3 separate regions of the Anser cygnoides genome follow, and regions 2 and 3 are each linked to region 1. The links are chromatin contacts, called in public Hi-C maps. All regions are on one chromosome and are shown on one strand. The core of a region is the stretch at or near the end of the contact, and the rest is flanking DNA. Distances in the headings are between cores, read along the strand shown.

What was found. Hi-C and Micro-C count contacts between places; a contact is called where the count stands out from the background.
Region 2: a contact with region 1 is called in a Hi-C map of liver, with 1.9 times the contacts expected there. The contact joins two enhancer-like sites. A contact is called at or near these places in 2 of 7 Hi-C or Micro-C datasets (both in liver).
Region 3: a contact with region 1 is called in a Hi-C map of liver, with 2.1 times the contacts expected there. The contact joins two enhancer-like sites. A contact is called at or near these places in 2 of 7 Hi-C or Micro-C datasets (granulosa cells and liver).

Annotation. Positions count from the first base shown.
Region 1 is chr18:10,358,619-10,362,547 of Taihu_goose_T2T_genome, forward strand. All of the region lies in intron 23 of BCAS3 (BCAS3 microtubule associated cell migration factor), which reads right to left. Among named protein-coding and RNA genes, the nearest start is that of TBX2, 120 kb to the left of the region's middle. Within about 2 kb of position 2,048, at least 1 of the 3 cell types and tissues checked has open chromatin away from gene starts, as enhancers often do. A contact at or near this core is called in liver, where this site is marked.
Region 2 is chr18:10,558,910-10,562,838 of Taihu_goose_T2T_genome, forward strand. It overlaps BCAS3 (BCAS3 microtubule associated cell migration factor), which reads right to left. Exons shown (of 26, transcript XR_010825687.1): 9 at 3,389-3,465. Among named protein-coding and RNA genes, the nearest start is that of BCAS3, 55 kb to the right of the region's middle. Within about 2 kb of position 1,797, at least 1 of the 3 cell types and tissues checked has open chromatin away from gene starts, as enhancers often do. A contact at or near this core is called in liver, where this site is marked.
Region 3 is chr18:10,489,232-10,493,160 of Taihu_goose_T2T_genome, forward strand. All of the region lies in intron 15 of BCAS3 (BCAS3 microtubule associated cell migration factor), which reads right to left. Among named protein-coding and RNA genes, the nearest start is that of BCAS3, 120 kb to the right of the region's middle. Within about 2 kb of position 2,145, at least 1 of the 3 cell types and tissues checked has open chromatin away from gene starts, as enhancers often do. A contact at or near this core is called in liver, where this site is marked.

The DNA.
Region 1 (3,929 bases), core at 798-3,297:
CTGCGGCACCACCGGCCTTCCGTGGGCCCGCGGCGCACACGCAGTCCTTCTTGAAACAGCTGCGGTTTAAAAGGTCACGGTGTAAAGTCATCCAATTAAAATAGTAATAAAAGAGTAAACATTAACTCACAATTTTTCCTTAGGTCTTTCTTACTTCCAGTTGCTATCATTTCTCCCAGAGTCGGCTGCACCTTACGAATCTGCAAGTTTATCTTGATTGAAAATCTTCGACTTCTCAGTTTTCAATGTAAGAAAACTCATGTCCTCCCATTCCAAAATGCCTACACCTAGCTCTCAAAACTCCCACGGTACCATGACTACAGCAATTATCTATTATCCATATTATTGCCACTACCGGGACAGAAGTACACTGAGACATGGTAAAGCTGTCCCAATAAAGGAAGCTCACTTTTTCACACTTCAACAAACACCAAGTTTTTGTAGCATGCAAAGAAGATGAAGATAAACTCCTGGTATAGACTGGCACACATTATCTACCTGATGGGCTCTTGCAAATATTCTGGATAGTCTCAATTGCTTAAGTTTCAATCATTTTTACCCAACCAGGGTTTTCAGAAAATGGAAACACGAAACACTTTTTAAAGAGAAACCGAGATAAACCTGTGCCCAAAAAACCCACTGGGCAGATCCTGGAGAACTGTCAGTTGGCCCTGCTCCACGGGAAGGAAGGCAGACCGCTCTGTTCTTGACTGATGATAAGGATGCTTTGTTTAATTTTAGGGAAAGAACTTTCATTTTCTGATTGGCGACCAGATCTCTATATTACATGACCGGGAAGCCAAAGTTTGGTTTTGCAAGTGATTTATCAAAACCAAGCCGCCTCTGTAGGATGACGGAAGGGAAAACAAGCACGCAATGGTCAACAGCAGTTTGTTAAAATGCAACTTAACTTCTGCGAGCACATCCTGTGCCACCCACCCATCCTGAACCAGCCCCAGAAGCACGGCAATGGGAGAGGCAATCTTGTAGGCTCAACAGCCTTTTAGGGAAAAGTTTGCTAATGGTTTGAAGCCAGTGTTGGAGGCAGCTTCCCAGCTCATCTGAGAGATGAAAGTCAGGCCAACTCCAAGGACCATCTAGATCCTATACAAGAACAAGCTCCAAGAAAGGCAATACAAATAAAAATCCAGCAATACTGTCAAAAAGACAGCATCAAGACAGGGAGATCAAACAACAAATTGCTTGCTGTGTTCTTGTTTCTTATCTCAGAGAAATCCTGGGGGATAACGCGCGTCCACTGCAAGTGCCACAGCAGGCATCTGCATGCTGGCAATGCTGCTCCAGTTTGCCCTATAGAGCACAGACAGAGCTCTTTAATTGTGTTTATTGGCCTGGAATAGGACATCTAAGCAGAAACTGTAATATTTGGCACATAGTTCTCTGTATTCAAAGAGTTAAGCTATGTCCTATAAAGATAAAAATCTCCACTTTTATTATTTTGTAAGGCTGCCTAACAAATGAGGATCCAGCTGTAATTGTAACATTCCAAGCTCTGAAGGCGCCAAGTTTTACTAACTATAATTTAACTGGTCCAGTTGATGCAGTCCAAATTCTTGTTTGGATAATCAGCCTTTGTTTAAATATGTACAAAAAAAAAAGCACAGGCCAGCATTAGCCTCTAGGCATGTCATGTGAGCTTATTACCCCGAAGCTTGCAGTAGCAGACACTCATGCACAAGAGGAGGATTATTTTGCTAGTATTACTGTTACGGTAACATATAATCAGACCTTCTTCCCTCTGACCCCCCCACTCTTTTTCTCTTTTTTTTTTTTCCCCTCCACAATTCACAAGTCTTCTTTCCAAGTTCAAATAAAGTTTAAAGGTGAAAAGGTCGAGAAAGTTTCATGACTGGCTGTTGAAAGAGGGAGAAATAACCAGGGTCTCCAAGTTTGCGTATACTAAAAGCTCAACAATTTTATATTTTGCTGCAATTCATAACTGTACAAATCCCTTTTGTTGGATCTGTTTGGACTGAAATTAAACACTTGTTAATAATTTATAACTTAATATAATTAGAAAATAATACTAACTGTCAAGCAACTATATTCAATACATAAAGCAACTTGAGTGGCTTATTAGCTTATTTGTCAAAGCAACAATTTCTATATATTTCAGCTCATTTCTACTGGGAAGAGCAGTTAAAGAGCCACCCAGCTTGCTTGGAAATCATTTATCCACCAGCTGGGAGCAATTCCCAAATTGCTGCACCTCACCCACATCCAACTGATGCTGGCTCGCTTTGAAAGCAGCTGAAAGCTGCCTCGGGAGGTGCGTGAGCAGCACGGGAGGGGGACGGCCGCAGCACCGCGCCGCTGCGCACACAGAGCTGCAGCCCCCAGCAACGCGCTGCGCAGCGCTCGCTCCAAGTTTTGTATCTCAATGAAAGTAAATCGGTGTTTGGCCAACAAACTTTGGCCTGTCAAAAGGAGCCGTTTAAGAAACAGAAAGCTCTTCGTGCCTTATATATGCCAGTAATGCGCTGTAAAAGCACCAGGGCTGGGCACAAGGCTGCCTGCTGGTTCAGAAGGTGCTACCTTCTCCATTGCTAAACACAAACAAGAAATACTCTGTTGTTTTTTTTTGATTTCTCTCTCTTTTTTTTTTTCTGGTGGTGCTGGTGGTTGTTTTTTTTTATTATTTTTTTTTTCCTTTCTTTCTTTCCTTTTTTTTTTTTTTTTTTTTTTTCCTGAGGAGTAAAACTGACTTCTAGACTGTCACGGTTTCCAGTTCTCCTGGAAAGCAGAGAGTGCTGCTGCTGACCATGCTGGGCAGTTTGGGTATTTGTATTTCCTAAGTACCAAAACGTTAAAATATTCCCCAAATACTTACAGGTCCCATAAATCATTAATGTTGTTGCAAGAAACCTACTATGTTAAGGTGAAACAAAGCAAATTCAACTGCGTATGTTGAGCCAGAACCTCACCTGATCCATGTAATCTCACTGCAGTCATGTCAATGTTCATCAGCTGGAGGATCTAGTCCATTCAAGATAAAAGTTGCTTCATAAATGTTCATAACAACTGATAAGCTAACAGCTATGATCCTGTGACACCAAAAATCACTTTTATCTTTTTTAAATCACTTTCCTGTACTTGTGTGCACCTATGCCAACTCTATTGTTGTTGCACATTAACGATGTCAGAAAATGTCAGATTTAAGTACATAAAACAAGAAAGTTCAGATTCCAAAATTAGTATCTGGTCTCAACTCAGCCAGGTCTGTCCAGATGCTGTGATTGTGTAAATTGATTTGAAGTCTGTGATGCCAGAACAACTTCCATTAGGTAGTGGTCTGCTCACTTGTTTTCATCTATCTACCTGATTTCATTTCTAATTTTGCTTACTAAGTAAGTCTCATCTTTTCATTCCTTTCAGCTCCTCCTCCTCCTCTTGATTTTGTTTTTGTGTCCCACTGCCTGCAAACTGAAAGCTGGGCACGTCTGGTCATAAAGCAGCCCCCCGAACGGCTTCCAGGAATCACCTCTTTTCCTCTTTACAGTTTCCCCTTCCTAAACCTACTCGGTTTTGTTGTCTTATTTTGCTTGTATTCATTATCCATCTTTCTGAAATATTTCAAGGAAGGGGATTAAGACTTCACAAACTGTACATAATTTATTAGTATTTATTAAAAAATTAAAAAATGTTTCTTATGCCTCACTGAGAAATCAAATGGTACCTGCTGAGAAACCAGAAGATGATGGCCTTCTCGATAATTAGTGTAGGCCTAATTCTTCTTCCTTTAATTCTTTAATCATTAGTTAAGTATGAAAGGTTTCCTTTTAAGTGAATCTTCTAAAACACATGGAAAAAGATATGAATCGATAAAATTGATCTGTAACATATTTTTACTTGAGAAAGGATTACAGGATTGGATCTTAACATTATATACCTAAAGCCATTTCTTGTTC
Region 2 (3,929 bases), core at 547-3,046, 200 kb after region 1:
TCTCTTTAAAATCCACACCTTAACATTCCCAACCACCAGAAAGAAACACATTTTTATTATAGGCATCAAATGAATTTTTGAGGCTTGGTCATATGAGCACTTAAAACAGTGCAGGTTACCAAATCGCCCTTTGCCTTTATCTACCCCTTGATGCAAATCTTTTCTTAATGAAACTGAGCTGGCTCGGAGCGGAGGCACGAACGAGGAGGGAGTGCCATACAACACTCACAGCCACGGGTTCTTTGCAGACTGAAGTTAGGGCTTTCCTTAGCTGACACGTGAAAATAAGACGACCTCACCGGGTAGATTAAAGGATATCCTGGCAATTTTTCTATGACTATGTACAGTGTATTTTCCACTCCAGTTTAAGCAACTGTCTTAAATTCAAACGCCAAGACTGGAACACCTGTACGCTGACTTTTTCTTACGAGGCACCAATAAAATCTGCTGGCTGGCTGCCATTCAAGCAAATCAGCACATTTCCATCTAATCACATGCAAAAAAGATCAGAACTATGTCAGGTTTGCTCACTTAGCTCTAAAAAATGAGGAAATGCAGGAGTTAAACATTCCAACGGCAGCACGAACTTGACCATGTTCTACATCCTGAATATTTTATGGTATATTTATTACAACAATATATTAAGCTATACATTCAACCACAAAAACAAAAACAGAAAGACAAATACTACTCATGTGCAACACAGCTGCATTAGCATTGCTAAGGAACACCAAACTTCACAATTCCTGACACTGTTTTTAATTGTGCATTCTGCATTTAATTTCTATGTGTAAATAGTCAACAAAATGGGCAAGAGCTGCTTCTTAATTATGTTTACATCTTAGCTGTCTCAGTGCGGTTCTAGGGCCCCCATGCTACTCAGCTGATACGAATGAAGATGTGATTTCCACACCATCACCAAGGCCTTTCTTTAAAACATTTTCTTTTCCTACACAGTAGCTTACAGAGTAAAAGAAACATCTTCAAAGATCTAGTGATCCCCATTTAGTATTTTTGACCTTTTAAGCCATCACTTCTGACCAAAAGCAGTCAGATAACACAGCTGAGAATCTCCTCCATGAAGAACCAACTCCCCGGGCAGCGCTGACATCCTCACTGCTGCACTGCATCGGGATGGCTCCAGACGGGACACGGGCTGACCACTCTGCAGAGCAGGGATGCTCCAGTGATGGAAACAAAACGACCTATAAGCCCTTTTGCCAAGCTTCCTTTTCAGGGATTTCTACTTTTCCAATTTAAACTGACACTGCCCTCTTCTAAATTAAAAAAAGAGAAGAGTTTAGCTGCTGGCCGGTTGGCTGACTGTCAGAACCCAAAGCAGCTAACTAGGTGGCTCAATTACATCAAATTTCAAACACATCAGAGTAACTTAAGCCTTTAAAGATGTACTTTTAGGTTGAGGAGATTTCAGCAGACAGAAAATCTGAAAGCTTAGACAAAAGCTGTACTGCAGCCTTCAGCATGCCAGAGCATAACACCCGCTTGACAGCATAAGCTATTAAGTGAAACAACTAAGCTTCAAAAGCCTCAGAACAACCAGGCCCTGGCCCAGGAAACCCCCCCATGGAGGGGAAGGGCACGCTTTTCGCCCAGTCACACCTCCTGGGCACGGGCAAGCAGCAGCGGTGATGGGGAGAGCCGCAGCAGCTGGAGCTGTGGCAGCGCTGTGAAACAGCAGCCATGAGGGGTGCCCAGCACCGAGGGCTGCACCCGGGGCGAGAAGAAGTCTGAGAACACCCCGAGTTTGTCACGCTACAAACCAGCACAGGGGGAGAAACACAGTGTGAGTTGTGACACTTCAGGAGTTTGGGCTTTCAAATCTTTTGGTGTATTTACAAAAGCTTTGTTTTATCCTCTCTAAATTGCACTACCGCTTCACAAAAACGCACTGAAAACTGACAGTTAGGGTTAGGAGTAGGCTATCCCTGATCCTCAAATACAGTTCAGTGAATTCACTTTTAAAAACACGTCGCAGTGTCTTTTTTTTGCCTGTAACTGCAATTGGAAAAGCACAAGAATTGTAAAAATACGCTTTTCATTTAGTGGTCTTTTGTTTTAACCTAGAATAAAGCAAGGCTTGTACCCTACTTCTCTTTGGTAGAATAAAAAGGAAGAGCAAGGAACAGGAGGACACAAACACGTCTCTTCCCACGTGGCTCTCTTTACCGAACCCTCACAGATTCTTCTGCATCTTACATCCATGCATAGGAGGAAACTGACACCTATTGGCAACTTTAATATTACTGCATAATGGTGCTTCCAACTGTTACAAGAAATAGCTCCTTCTAACTAGGATTGTCTTTATACACACAGATAATACAGGAAGATAATTTAGAACTTTCTAATCGTGATCGAAAATACACCCAGAAGTTTCAGATTGCCTTTTTGAAGATAAAACTCCTGTCTTTCCAAACTATCATCATGATCTCTTAGTAATCTACACATTTTAAGAGGCTATTCTAATTGATAAGCACTAGAACTAAGCACTTGGAAAGATAAAATTTATTTTTTTCTGCTGTGAATGCTTCCTTGGTGTTTAGCACTGCAAAGGTGCATACAATCTTGCAGCAGGTAAATTACATCCTAATCCTACCTGCATCCTGTGACAGATCAGAGCAAAAGCCACCGGAAACATACCATCTTTCTGCACCATATGTCAATTACTGGGTTACAGATGTTGGGGCAGCAAAGGGACACTTACAGTAGTGGAATAGCTTTGGGAGAGCATCTTATCTGTTAGAACCAATTGCCTGCTACAAGGCAAGTAATAAGCTACAGAGGGATAAAGGGAAGCCTGAAAAAACAGTTCCTTCATGCTCAAGGTACATGAAAAAGTTCCTGCAGGCAAATACCCACCTGTAGTTATTCCACTAAAATACATTTCTGACCTGCTTGAGTTCTGGGGCCTACTAAAGTAAGGACAAATAAAAAGTAAACGTATCTGGCACTAAGGAACAACAGAAAATAAGTGTGCAAATTGCTGTCAATTTGTTTTTGAACTGCTGCTTTTACACGCAACCTGAAATGCAAAACCTCAAACTTCTGCACATACTTGTGCATAATGAACTGAAAAATACTTCAGCTACCTAGGGAAGTCAATGTAGGTGCTCTTCCCAACAGTGAGAAATTAGCTATAGTAATAAATAAATGCAAAAAAAAAAAAAAAAAGCACAATGAGCCACAGCTTCACGGAGTAACACTTGGATTTTTTTTTTTTTTGCAGCAACAGATTTCCTGAAATTTCAACTGCAGTCATAGAAACCTGCAGATGCTTTCAGGATTTAAAAGCAGAAATTAAAAAAAAAAACAACTGCTTTATCTCATGCCACCACTAGAGCAAGAAGACTGAAGCCAGTATTATACATACTTGTGACGAAGAATTTTTTGGTAAAAGTACAGCTGTCGAAGGCGGCGATTTTCTCTTGCAGGACTACAACAAGTATTCTGAAAACACAGAAATGGAACGTGTACTTGAAACATTAAATGCATTGGTTTAAAGATCCAATATCTAAATGTAATTATTTCAAAAGCATCAATATAAATTCTACAGTGATAAACTGCCAGGTTACCAATACATGGCAGTTATTGAGGATTCTCTCTCATCCCAACCACATAACCTTCATTTCAGGAAGTACACAGATCTGATACAGAACAACACAGCATATTTATGATATACCTCCTGCAGTAAAAGCTCCATTAAAAAGAAAGAATGGAATTGCAAGGATCCTGAATTACTTTCAATGACTCAAATAACAATCAAATCAACAATCAGTAGAACACGAGCTAAATTTGAAATAACCCCATTGCCCATCTCATTGCAAATTTATTAAACCATCAGGTTTTTATTTTCTAAAAGCCCAATTTTTTTTCATACCAAGACCATCAGCACACAAATCTGCAAGAAACAG
Region 3 (3,929 bases), core at 895-3,394, 130 kb after region 1:
TTGGGCCACAGCTCAGAACGCCACAAGAAAGAAGTGCTTGCACGATTTACACTCAAATATTACAGACTTAAGGTCACAATTCTGATCATAGCTAAACCCAAATCTAAAACTCCTACAGTAAATCCTAATTCAGCCTTTTAGACATCCAGCAGAAAAAATACGTCTCAATTTAAGCTGTTGGCAAATGTCTTATTAATTTTACTAAGGGACTGGCAGGCAGAGATCAAGCACACAACTTGCAAAGAGCTGAGGATGTTGTGGCTCTGGTATCTGAAAGCAGAGATTTCTTTACAAGTGCAGCATTAGACTGGATAAACTTTGCCTGCTGAGGCACGGAAAACAGAATCAATGAGCTCCGTCCTCGTACCTGTTTGCTGAAAGCACGCAGCGAATACACCATCCCTCCAGAACCTTAGGCACGCTTTTCCAGATATTTTATTCCACAAATACTCAAAGGGAAAATGGATTAACTTGAGGACAGAAGTGAAGAAAGCAAACAACAATGGGCTTTGTTGTTGCAGGCAGGGCGCAGGCGGCCCTGTCAGCCGCGCGGGGCTGTATTCCCCAGCCAGCCATCATTAACAGGCTCACTTCCACCAGCAAAAAAAGGGAGGCCTGAAAGTGCCGGACAAAAGAAATCCCAGCAGACAGAGAAAAAACAAATTAAAAGCACCATTATAAAACACAGATGCTCTAAGGAAAATAAACTTCACAAGATTTACTGGTTTGTGACAAAGCTGGACATCTGTGGAAAAGACATCAGTGGGAGCTCCCAGGTAAGGCCTTGCCCGGCACAAGGCCTCGCCGCCGCGCCTCGGCCCGGTGCCTCTGCCCTCACGGCACCGCGACCGATGTGAAGGGACACCAAGCATCCCTGGCCACCTCCGAGGTGCCCTCACCACCACAGTGTTTGGTTGTTGACAGCTCCAGCTTTTCTTTAGGATTACGGGGGAGTGTTATTACCCCAACCGTTGTTAAACTGTAATATACTCTGAAGGCGTGAGTGTGAGATTTAAACGCATCAAATCACACGTTTCTAAGTTTTAGAAGTGTTTTTTTGGATATGAAACTAAAGCTACACTTCAGAGTAAACATGCTAGACTTACTAGTTTTAGACTTACTAACGTTTTAGCATTCAATCAACTGAAAGAAATTAATGCAGTAAACTCCTCTGATCAACTAAGAGCCTGGGTGAATTCAGGCCGGATTTGAAATCAGTCAGCAATTCAACAGAGCACTTTGGGATACTGCTATCAGAGATGGTCTCTTAGGTGAGAGGAGGAGAAACATCCCAATTTTTGCAGCTATTGATGACATAAATACATCAAAAAGCAGCACGGCAGGTACCTATGGCTCCGGCAGCACGCAAGCAGCAGTGTGAAGACACTTCACTGATTCCTGAAAGAACTGCGTTGATGGAGCTGCACTGCCAGCTCTGCCCTGGTCTTCAGTTCATGGTGCCACACTAATGTGACCAAATTACTAAAAAGTATTCAAACCCAGCTCGAATACATCTGTACCACAGCCCTGCACACGGGCAGGAGCATCAGCCAATCTGGTGGAAAGGTTTCATTCATAATTCAGCTTAAAACCAAAACTATACTCCATAACACGTAAGGGATGCAAACAGCAACCTATCACCAAACTGAAATTAAATAAATTTACCCACTAAATTTCCCCTGGCAGTTTCAACTGTACTTTTCTTCTTTCCAGTGTTGTGAGATACCCCTGCATGCTGAACTTTCACCCTGTTACTAAGCAAGGCAAACAGGACTTGGCCCAGACAGAGTTTTCTGGTAGGAAAATAATGATCAGAAGCATTTTAGTTTCTCTATACACTTTACATGAAAAACTAAAGTGGTATTGAGCACCTCTCAGCTGGATAGTAAAATGATTCTGTGTTGATTTTTTTTGTTTCTTTTCTTCCATTACTCCAATACAAAAAGCTCAGTAATGCAATGTCATTAAAATTCAAAACCCACTTGATGAGCTTTTGTATCTTACAGTCTTAACAGACTACATTTCAAAGCGTACCACGTAGACTAATGACATTAGCACTACATATAAACATCTTTAATTTGGTAAATAAAAATGCAGTAACTTGAGGCTATGCAATCTTGTGCAAACCGAGTTCTAAGAAAACAAGCAGTGCTTGGCCGTTACTTCTGTTTAAGTGCAACACTGACGATTCCTCAACTAAACATTCACTGATCATATAATGCAAGGGAAATAAAATCCTTTCTAACTGGCAAACAGAAAATGGCAGGAAAAACAAAAGTGCCGTGTATGTGGTAGTTTATTTTGCTTTGCTTTTGATTCAATACAAGAAGTTTCACGGATGAGAATGGAAAGCTTCCCAGCTACAGTTCCAAGACTTTCACCCTCCTTTCTGACCTTTTCTCAGACATGTTCCAGTATAATCTGTAATCTACTACAGTCGGAAGAGGAAACAGCAGCGCCCTGGTGAGAAACGCTGCCTTGTGACCTGCATAGAGAACCCTGCGGAAGCAATGCTGGCGTGCAGACGTCGTTTGGAAGAGCCTGACAGACAAACCCAACAGTGTCCAGAGAGGCACGCTCAGAGGCAGCACTAGTTACTGCCCAAGTGGGTTTCTTCTTTAATGTTTTGTTTCGTTCAGTCGAACGCATTTTTACACATTCTCCCAGAAGAAGTCGGGAAGCTTTAATTATTTTACTTATCAATCACTTCCAAATCAAAGTTACACTGCAATTTCCTTGAATTGTATCCTACCAAAATTAGCTTCATTTCACACCCATATCACCAATATTTCAAACACAATTAAACCCATTAAAGAATGAATACTATGTATTAGCTACAGCATGTATGCACACAGGATTTAGCTACTTAGAGCAAATTTTTCTCTCAGCTAAACTGGTGCAAGTCCAAAACCTATCACTAACTTGATTCCATTCAAATTGATGGGAGAAAATACTGCAGCCGTTTGTTTTCATAATGTTGAAAACTGCTTGATATTGAACCTTTCGAAACACAGCTGCACTAAATCTCATGACTATCCTAAGAAAGCAGAACTTTCTTTTCGCATACAGGCGAGGCATGTGATAGTGACAGGCAAGCTCCGAAGTCAGAACGCTGCTGAGGCATGCAAGCACCAGTCCAAGTGGCTCAGACACAGATGAGGCAGTGTCCTCTGCCCTCTCACCCAAGCTCCTTGAACTTCAGCCCTTCCAACTTCTCATCAGTGCCTTCCTCTCAAAATCTGAACATTTGCTCAAAACATTCCCTTCCTCCGCCTGAAGTTTCTCTTTTCTTTGACTACCTTCTGTTTTGAAACTTTGTCCTTCAGTTATGAAGTGTCCCGCTGATACTCAGAAATCTCCTCTTGGCCATGGCAAGGGTTAGGAGAAGGACCTGCCATGACCCCTTTGCTGCCCGTTATCGCTAACTGTCCAGAAATGGATTATGAAAGCACACTTCTAACCTTAAGCTCTATCTGAGATTTGAACTTGTCATTTACTTCTACAATTAATTGATGTATGGCTAGACTTTTTGCCTACCTCCATGTGTATTTCTTCTTTTCCTGCATGGAAAAGACATGGCGTGTGCGGACCAGAGGAGTCAAAGAGCAGAAGAAGCCACTTGCAGCAGAACAGCGACAGTGTCCCAGGCCCCGCACCACCTCTCCCCAGCAGCTGCGAGGACATCCATAATCTTAACTGCCTTGTGTAAAAAATGTCTCCTCGAAAATCTGAAACAAATGTCTGCTCCTTCCCTTGCTACTTCCCCTCCCCATTTTGTACAGATACCGGTTTCTTATGTTGAAGTTGCTCAAAGACCTGCATGGTAAAGGTGCCTCCAAGCACCTCATTAGAAAACAATCCCTCCACCAGCCCCACACATACAAGGCTGGCCTCGTAACCATCTTTCGGGATTTATTTAACTAAAAATA